Linked DNA regions of Pan troglodytes: region 1 is linked to region 2. The links are chromatin contacts, called in public Hi-C maps. All regions are on one chromosome and are shown on one strand. Each heading gives the region's core, a stretch centred on a gene start, on an enhancer-like site or on the middle of the called end of the contact. The rest is flanking DNA. Distances are from core to core; before and after follow the strand shown. Region 1 holds the start of RFESD (Rieske Fe-S domain containing). Region 2 has its middle 12 kb from the start of GLRX.

What was found. Hi-C and Micro-C count contacts between places; a contact is called where the count stands out from the background.
Region 1: a Hi-C map of a lymphoblastoid cell line shows a contact between it and region 2, with 2.5 times the contacts expected there. The contact joins the promoter of RFESD here to the enhancer-like site in region 2. A contact is called at or near these places in 5 of 7 Hi-C or Micro-C datasets (blood, induced pluripotent stem cells, a lymphoblastoid cell line and 1 more), 1 of 1 datasets of contacts at active chromatin or transcription factors (stem cell-derived excitatory neurons) and 1 of 1 other capture datasets (stem cell-derived neural stem cells).

What each region holds. Positions count from the first base shown.
Region 1 is chr4:20,467,702-20,473,031 of NHGRI_mPanTro3-v2.0_pri, reverse strand. RFESD (Rieske Fe-S domain containing) reads left to right here and starts at 3,041. Exons shown (of 6, transcript NM_001280361.1): 1 at 3,041-3,538.
Region 2 is chr4:20,277,516-20,282,390 of NHGRI_mPanTro3-v2.0_pri, reverse strand. No RefSeq gene overlaps it. Among named protein-coding and RNA genes, the nearest start is that of GLRX, 12 kb to the left of the region's middle. Within about 2 kb of position 2,625, at least 4 of the 24 cell types and tissues checked have an H3K27ac peak or open chromatin away from gene starts, as enhancers often do. A contact at or near this core is called in induced pluripotent stem cells, a lymphoblastoid cell line and stem cell-derived neural stem cells, where this site is marked.

The DNA of each region.
Region 1 (5,330 bases), core at 1,792-4,291, 190 kb before region 2:
AATGAAGGAAGGAAAGAAAAGGTAGTACCTGCACTAAGATGGCCACAGGTGAAACTTAGTGGTAGCATTGCTAACATTGTTCTATTTAAAAAAAAAAAAAAAAAAAGGCAAAATAACAGTAGAAATCATGAACTTTATTCTGAACAATAATGACTTCCAAATAGACTGGATGGGTTCTTGCTGTTACCTAATGTGCATGCCTGTGTGTGAATGGTTTTGTGCATTTGTGTGTGTGTGCACTTGGGAAGTGGAGAAGGGTAGTTTATTCTGACCTCCATTATAGCTTTCCAAACATCACATGACTAACCATATGAATACTTTTGGTAGAGATAAAAGAAAGTTTCTCTTCTTTCATCCTACTTGTGTGTATATGCATGTATAACTACTGAGGTCTTCAGTTTATTCAATATCAAATTTAAGGTCGATGGATCTAAGATGTGTCCTTTTTTAATGCCCAGAATATGACAAAGCAAAAAAGGATTTCTAAAATGGCAAACCTTATTTAATCCTTCGATGACAAGCTGGGGACTACTAACACCTTCCATGTGCCAATAAAATCATTTGGGATGACCAACAGATAATGGAAATTACAATAAATCAAAATATATTTTATATCTTTGATAACTGATACATCAAAACTAGATAGTTAATTTGTGTTTGGGTCAGTGAAAAAAATGGCCAAAAGGGAAATGACCCAATAAAATATTATTGATCACCATAAAACTGTACTGAAGAGAAAAAAAACAGAAGAAACTAGCACTGGAAGCAAATTATTCTGAGCTATTCAACTTCTTACATGTTGAGGCTCATTTAAAAAATGGCATTTATATAGCACACTGAGGTAAATGGACAAAGTTCCTGGGTTTCGGCTGCCCCAGTTCATTCGGCCACCCTAGAGCCTGAGATCACTATGTCACCATACTAAATACAAGTTGTAGTGTTCAACCTTGGGTTCACACTGGAATCACTCAGGAAGTTAAAAACATACATTGAATCTGCCCACTCCCTCCCCACCCCAAATAATCTGTGTTTTATTTTGTTGGTCTGGCATACAGACTGGGCATTACGACTTTTCAAAACTCCCAAGCGACTCTAAGGCATAGCCAGGGTTAAGAATCACTGCATTGGAAAGTAGTCAAGGAAATTAAAAACTTAGGCTCATCTAGTTTCCCAGCTCGGAACACAAATATGAGGGTTTTGGTGGTTTTCTTTGTTGTTGTTATTGTCAATTCAGGGAAGTACAATGAGAAAAAAGCAAAATTGCAAAGTTCATAATATGAAAGTGAAAACTCTCCATCTCCTCCCAAAGCAACCACTATTGTTTCTTTTGATTTTTCGAGAAAAAGTTTATGTACATACCTGCATGTTTGTATTTCAAAAAATAATTTTTGTTTACATTAAAGAGAGGACACCATATATAGTATTCTACGCTTTGCCTTCAATATTCATTACATGATGGACCTGTCCTTTGAGTATACAGTACACAGCTACGAAGTAATTCACATGTCTGTACTGTTGTGCTGTGTTTTATTGAACCATTCCTCCGTGTTATCACTTCAGCTATTTTCACTACTTCACAGCAATAAACATTTTTTTTTTTTTGAGATGGAGTTTCGCTCGTGTTGTCCAGGCTGGAGTGCAACGGCGCGATCTCGGCTCACCGCAACCTCTGCCTCCTGGATTCAAAGCGATTCTCCTGCCTCAGCCTCCTGAGTACCTGCGATTACAGGCCTGGGCCACCACGCCCGGCTAATTTTGTATTTTTAGTAGACATGGGGTTTCTCCATGTTGGTCAGGCTGGTCTCAAACTCCCGACCTCAGGTGATTCGCCCGCCTCGGCCTCCCAAAGTACTGGGATTACAGGCGTGAACCACCGCGCCCGGCCTTAACATCCTTATACATGGGTTACCAGCATCGCGACGACCTTCTGCAAATATTTTTATAGGGTAAATAACTGAATGAAGTCGTTGGGCGCATCTAAAATTTGAATAAATGTAATGAGATCAACAAACAACTAAAAAGTAAACTGATGCTATCCACATTTGTCAAGCACACGAGTATGCCTGCCAGTTTGAAGGTGCTGGCGCGGCGCTGTTGGCCAGAGATCTCTATCAACCAGGGTCATCTGCCGGCAATGCCATAGAGGCGGTCCCGGGGGCGGGCATTCTTGGGTCACGTGGACGGCCTCGCCCCGCCCCCCCGTCGAGGCGCCGCGCATGTCTGGAGCTCTGGCTCGTGCAGTAGCGTCACGTGGAGGCGGAGCGAGGACTCGGGGACAGTAAGTTCTGTTCTCGCCGCGCAGGGGGCGGGCTGGCGGGACCAGCTGCTTCCGGCTGGGCTGCGGGCGTGGACTCCTCATTCCGGCTGTGGCCGCGCCGCTGCGGGGCCTGAGGCCCTCTTGGGTTTCGGTTCAGCGTTAGTTAACGGTTAACCCGCCAAGGCGGGCTTCCGCCCAGGCACAGGAGACCCACCGAGCTTGTTCACCTTGAAACTTGGGCCACACCTGAGACCTGCCACCTAAGGGGGGTACGCGGGTCGTTTTTAACAAGCTTTCATGGCATTTGTGCCATGAAAGCTCTAAAGTATAGAAGCTGCTCCAGGGCTTCCGCAGCCCCGGCCGTCCTGGAGATACTCGCCTCCTGGAGTCTGTGTCGAGAATTTGCAGCACCTGGACAGCCACGTGCAGTCTCAGAACTGCAGGCGGTCTTTACCGAAATGTTAAACACAACTTGAAGTTAGGCAGGATAACTGCCAGAGCTGGATGGACCTTAGAGGTGCCAGCTAACGCGCTGTGAGCGTTTTCTGCGGTTAGGCCTGCTCTAAACATTTGACATGTGTTAAAGCATTTATGTGCTTTACCCACACCCCTATGTGGCGGGCCCTTCTTAAAGTAAAAGAAACTGCAGCACAGCGAAGTTAAGCAACTTGCCCCAAATCACGCAGAACTGGGATGCAAACCCAGGTCTGGCTCACTCATGATCACAGTTCAACATCATACGGTGGTGCTGATTTCCAGAGCAGCTCTGTGACTTTATATAAAATTATTGGGCAAGCGTTCAATTGTAAACATTCGTGAACATAGCTGTTGCACATTAGCGTTCCTTTTTTTTTTTTTTAATTCAGGACCATCTTTGGTGACAAATATAAATATCAATACTATATATATCACCAATATACATATTTGCTTTGCTAAAAGGTTTCTGTGTCTTCAGGATAGTTTACTTGCAAGCCTCATGTTTTTATAAAAACGTGGGTGCTACCTGAATAAAACTAATGCCCACCCGTTGGCGGTTTTGTGAAGACTAATGAACTATTATATTCAAAGGGTCCGAGCAGTAGGCATTTACTGAAGGACAGCTAGTTTTATGTGTTATTATTCTGCCATTCAGAGAGATACAAAAACTACTCTCTAAGGCATTTCTCTTCCCTGCATGTAAAAGCAAGGGTGTCATACTTGAGATAAGCATTCTGATAATGTGTAGGCAAAGTTTCCACACTTGGTAAAAGCATCTTAGTCATGATTCAAGACGAGTGACAAGTAAGTACGTTTCACTTCATGTTTCTTTTATCTCCCGTGTCTTGTGGAAATTTGAGTTACACTAAATATTGTTTTTAATTCCACTTGAATTTATTTCCTTTGTTGGAAAGGAATCTAATAGTGACCGAGTATCCATTTAGCTAATTTGTAATTTTATATGGAGTTAGCACCTTTAGAAACCAATTTTAGGGACAGGCCAAAAATTTTTCTCGAAGAGAACATGAAACACAACGACTAAGTTTTTCAGGGGGATGTTTTCATCTAGCCCCCAAACTGTATGAGTTGTTTAATTTTCTGTTTCATTCAGTTAAGATTCTACTATCTTAAAGTAGACTTAAAATCGAAATATATTGGGAGTTTATGAATAGTTCATCAAAATAACGATAATTAAGGTGAACACGTGGGCTTTCCCTATTGTGTGAATGGATCATGATATTCACAATAGTAAGAATAATATGGGTGTTAAATGTAAAAAGTCATCAAATAGTATAAATAGTACCATTTAAGACACATAGAGGAAACTATTATTTGACATATAAAATTATACTTTTCTAAGCAAAATGCACAGCCATAATCATAGTGCTCTGAAACCTTTATCATTTAGCCCCAGTTTTCTCTGCTCCTTTTTTATCAGTCCCGTAAAAGTTCACCAGTTTGTCGGGTTGGAGGCAAACCTTGCAAAAACTGTAAGTTTGTAGTGACTCAAATTTGAGAAAGACCTGTATTTGGTTCTCATTTATTTGGGAGTTGGGAAAACATAATTAACTTTTGATATTATACTACATCTCTTGTATTTCGTTACTTTTTGATAGTAGTGCTTTTTTTTTTTTTTTTTTTTTGGCCTGGAGGAAAACAACTATTCATTTATTTCCTCCTTTGGTGCCAAGTTTTGAAATTAGCTGTACAAAATTCTCAAATAGTTAATTCATGACCTATGCACAGGCACATTCTCTGAGGATAGAAAGGGCAATTTTGTTCCGTTTTTCTTGGGTTTGGGGTCATTTGCTACATAAATATACATTAGGATACAACTTAAATCTTGAAAAGAATAATTTTAATTATAAGAAAAAAGTAAATATTTTTAGACATTTAAGAAATGTTTATTATCCCCTTGCTTTTCTTGATATATTTACCCTATAGTACATATATCCATGAATAATATACTGTTTGGTTTTGCCACTTTTGTGATAAAAACGGAAACATACTCTGAATTCCTTTTTAAATTTTTCACTTGCAATTAGGTTTTTTGAAATTAAGCCAACTTGATGTAGAGATACATTTTTCACTGCTGTACAGCATTCCATTGAATGAACATACACATTTTCCATTCTGTTGATGGGTTTTGTGTTGTTTTTGTTTTTTGCTGTTATAACTATTCTTGTGTATGTTTCCTGGTGTACCTGTGCGCATTTCTGTGGCATATACCCAAAGTGGGACTATTATTATGTTTCACTTTACTAGGTAATGCCAAATTGTGGTAGCACTAATTTATGTTATCACTAGCAGTTCCATATTTTCACTAATACTTGGTATAATTTTTTGTCAGCCTGGTGGATAGAAAATAGTATCACATTAATGGCCTTGCTTTGCATTTCCTTTGCGTTTTCCTGCTAATGAGATTGAGTGTCTTTACATATACTGGCCATTCAGATTTCTTTATTTGTGAAATGTTTGTTCATGTCTTGCCCATTTTTCTATGATTATTTGTTCTTTTTTTACTGGCCTATAGGAGTTCTTCACATATTCTGAATCTCAAGAGTTTGTCAGTTATATGTATTGCAAATTCCACATT
Region 2 (4,875 bases), core at 1,376-3,875:
CTGTCATTGAACCTGATCATGATCCATCCCTCTCTACTCCAAGAGGAAAAAGTGAAGGGACAGGAGTAAAAGACAGATATGCCCTCTGCCCACTGCAGGTGCCCCCAGGTCATGATGGGGGTGGGTGGTTTGAATAGATATGATTGTAATTTTAGACTCGATTAGACCAGAATTTTTAACAGCTAAAAGTGAGAAGAAAGCTATGGGACCCCTCCATTTCTGCCTCCCTCATAGGGATGGGAGATTGGACAGAGCACAGTTGTAAGTTGTGATCAGTTAAACCCCCCCCACCGCCCCACATTTTAGGTTAGTTTCCCACAGCTCCATATATGTGATATGGGCCGACTATCTCTGGAAGGATAGAGAAGAAACGAGGAAATGCCTCTTGAAGAATGACTTGCAGACTGACCCCAGGCCAGGTATACTTCCTGCATATCTTTTGTGCTGGTTTTTGTTTGCTTGTTATCACATGCAAATATTACACAAAATAGGCAGAAGGCATGCCAAAGCAGTGAGAGGGAACAGGGAGGATGGAAGAATGGAGACAGGACCCTTATATCTCAGAAAAAATCAACCAAATTTATCTCTTTAAGGTAACAGGTTCACACTGAGGTGCAAAACTCATATCTATTATTTGCCCCAGAAGGAATGGGTGCCGGGGTGATGGAAGCTACTCTGCACACGGTTTGGTCCTGAGGGGCAGAGGAAGTGAGGATAAATGAGGATACTCACAGACAAGTTGCATGCTAGAATTGGCTTATCCGGGTGGCAGGAGACAGAAGAGACACTGGGATGCACACAGCCCTCCACCTGCCTGTCCTCTGCCTAAAGGAGTCTCTTAACCACGTCCTGGGTCATGAGAACATTCCAGAAAGTGGAACCTGACCCTGGCCTTCCCCACCAGACTGCCTGCAAAGGAAAAATCACTTCATTCAAGGATGAGTAGTCAGAAAGCGCCATCACGAGATCTGTGTACAGATAATAACAGAGAAAAGGGGTGTGGGACAGGGAGAGAAGAAACATCACCACGGTATTACAGATATATGTACAGGATTCTCCCTGTGACGCTGTTTGTAATAATGATAATAATAATAGTAACTTTAAAACTTCAGAATGGCCTAAATATCCATGAATAAGGAACTAATTATACAAATCATGGTACATCTATATAACTAGTTCTTTTGAAGCCTATTTTGTGTAATATTTGTATGTGATAACAAGCAAACAAAAACCAGCACAAAAGGTATGCCGGAAGTATACCTGACCTGGGGTCAGTCTGCAAGTCATTCCTCAAGAGGCTTTTCCTCATTTCTTCTGTATCCTTCCAGAGATAGTCTGCCCGTATCCACAAAATCATGAGTTCTGTCTGTACATGCTAATATGGAAAGATATTCAAGATATATAACTTTAAGTGATTTATTAAATAGGCAACATATAAACACAGTATAAAATCCTAATAATACAAAAGGGTATACAGTGCAAAGGAAGTTGCTCTTTTTTTTAAAACCACAAATACGTTTATTCCTCTAAAAACAGTATACCATCTTTCCAGTTTTCAAAACGTTATTATCAATTATCTGCAGATTACTCTCATTAATCTGATTTTTAAAAATCTCAGAGCAGAGCAATTCACCAGCACCATCATCAAGCGAGCTACAAATCTATCCTTTACCAAAGCAAGGAGACACTTAAGATCAAGTCAAGAGAAGAGCTTTCAGTGTTTACAGAAGGAGTACTCACATTCGTCACACACTTTAGGGCCCATATCCCCCTTTTAAACTGTCTAACTCCTAACCCGGTCTATTTTTACAGTCTGAAAACAAGGAGTCACCCAAGTGAGATATTCCTTCAGAGCACTGTTGAAAATGGATCAAACATGGAGATCCTCCAGATCCCTGTTCTCAAGTGTTAACAATATTTTATATTAGCACATAGAATATCCTTAGATATATTCTGTTATGTTCTAAAGAGTTTGTGTTTCTCCCTTTTTGATGATGTCTTCAATTTCTTCTGAGACCTTTCCTGTATAATCATTTGGTTCTATTGCTTTTAACTTCTCTTGATACTCCAGTGGCAAACCATTTTTATTTTTGCACCCATGCAAATTATCTTTTTATACTGTGAAGACGGAGGAGCACTTTCATAATTTGTCATCAGATATCTTTGACAGGTTATTTCTCTTCCTTCTTGAGTTGAAACTTTAACTTCTATTACAACATATGTTCCTTTTTTTTTTTTTTTTTTTTTTTGAGACGGAGTCTCGCTCTGTCGCCAGGCTGGAGTGCAGTGGCGCAATTTCGGCTCACTGCAAGCTCCGCCTTCCGGGTTCAAGCAATTCTCCTGCCTCAGCCTCCTGGGTGGCTGGGACTACAGGCGCCCGCCACCACGCCCAGCTGTTTTGTGTTTAGTAGAGACGGGGTTTCACCATGTTGGCCAGGACGGTCTCGATCTGCATGCGGGCCACACAGAAGCCCGCCGCCGAGGGGTTTCGGAGGTGGATACTCTCGTCAGCCGGTTGCTACCGTAGGCGAAGTACAGAAAAATGTCCTCATCCGGGCCCGGGACGTCCCTGCAGCCCAAGTTCGCCATGTCCCACTGCTGCCTGCACGGGAGCCTGGAGCAGAGCTGTGAGGAGCCGCCAGAGAGCGCAGCGCGGCGGCCCAGGACCCCGGCCCAGTGACTGCCTCGCCGCCGCCTCCAGGAAGTTGCACTTTTACCTCATCCCTCAACAGTTCAGATCCTCTCACCAGGGGCAACCCCTATTTTTGGATTCTTGTGCTAGGATATGTTATCAAATTTTTTTAAAAAGGTCAGACAACCGTATGATTCCATATGTGTAAAATTTAGAAGATTACATATATATTTGCAGGTGTGGGTATGTGTACAATATATATATGTTATACATATACACAATACAATATATAAAATCAATATATATTATTTTTTCTAAAACGGGACTGATGACTCAATTAATTAATTAATAATTTCCCCATCAGTCAGATGGGGAAGGGGCTTTTTATTTTCCATCTTTCTTCATTGAATATTTACCATATGCACTTTCACTTGTATGTTTAATCTTTTTATTTATTTAAAGTAGGTACTGGGATGTAGGGAGGTGGAGAAACCCGTTTGGACTAGACTTTAAAGAACTGTGGCAGAAGGGTATGAGATACAATAACAGCTTGAGGGAATAGCAGGATTGAGAAAAAGCATCTTTCATTTAAGGGAACCTCGACTATGTTTGTTTTATTTTTTTCCTTTTGCAGAGGAAGCAACTAGTTGAAGGGGGAAAATATGAGAGAGAGAGACAGAGAGAGAGAAAGACGATGCTTGATGGAGCAAAGTCACCAACAGCACTGGAGGAGGGGACAGAGGGCCAGGCAGTGGGGCTGACCTCAGAGAAGAGGGGTGCACCTTTGGAGGGTGCACCGGGAAGGGAGGGGACAAACAAGGAGGGTGCCGAGGCTGAGGATGGGCAAGCTAACTGGCCACAGTGGAAGCCCAAGGGGACGAGGGATTCCAGACTCTGGACACACGGCCGAAATAGCCAACTGTGGGCTCCTGGCTACAGAGGAGGTGAGTGGAGCCAGGAGAAGAAGATGAGAGAAGAGAATGGAGAGGCATTAAGTCAAGATGAAGAATAAAAACTGGTTCAGTGCCAGGGTTTAAAAAAACAATAATATTTTTAAAACGTTATGCCCCAGGAAATTCAGGCTCTGGGTGACAGGAAATTCAGTAGGCACTCGGTGGCTGCTGGGCTGCATGACTCAATTTGTGTAGCAATGTCGAATGCTGAAACAAAAAATAAAAGTTTTTTAAAAAATACTTTCAAGGTTTTGGGAAATATAATTTTGGTTAACATGACCCCACAATTAAATGAGGTCTATTTAATTAGGGAGGCAGTACTTCTGGAGGAAAACAAATTGCCTGGGCTGTCAATTTAGCAATGCAACAAAACATGAAATCAATAGTTTATTAATATCAGGTGTATGGGTATACACCTGCCTTATACAGAAGTAAGAGCTGTATTCACACACCTACTTGCAAAGAAATTAAACATGAGCTGAGATGCTCAAAGAAAATGAATCACTTAGGGATAGAGCATCTCTAATTCGAAAGGACAGTTTGTCCCACCCAGAAACAATCTCTGGGCTCATGTGTCGATGGAACTGTCACTTGGAATGACTTGTCAAAAGGGCTTCAGGTAAAACTAAAGCTGAAACTGAAAGGTAAAACTCTGAGCTAATAATAACTATTGACCCACATCACCAGAAAGTTTTGGAAATGAATCAAGAGGAAACAACAGCCACTTAGCCCTTCCTCACCCAAGAATCCTCTCTGCCATTCCTTTCCATCCAGCACTTTTTCCCTGTGTAATAACTTTTGGCTTTCATATTTCATTACTCCTCCACAGAATATGAGGTTCAATTACAGGACTCTCACACAGATAGATGAGAAGTGTACTTGTGACAAAATGTTCTCTAGTGGGCTTCTGGCTAATATATTTTTGGCACATCCCAATTATGAAAGAGGACATAATTGTTGGTAAAACCAAGGAAGGCATGTATGTGCTGAGTATTCTGTGTCTAAAATCAAAGTAGGCTGGGCACAGTGGCTCACGCCTGTAATCCCAGCACTTTGGGGGACCGAGGTGGGTGGATCATTTGAGGTCAGGAGTTCGAGATCAGCCTGGCCAACATGGTGAAACCCCATCTCTACCAAAAACACAAAACTTAGCTGGGTATGGTGGCATGTGCCTGTAATCCCAGCTACTTGGGAGGCTGAGGCAAGAGAATCGCTTGAATCCAGGAGGTGTAGGTTACAGTGAACTGAGATCACAGCACTGCACTCCAGCCTGGGCGATACAGTGAGACT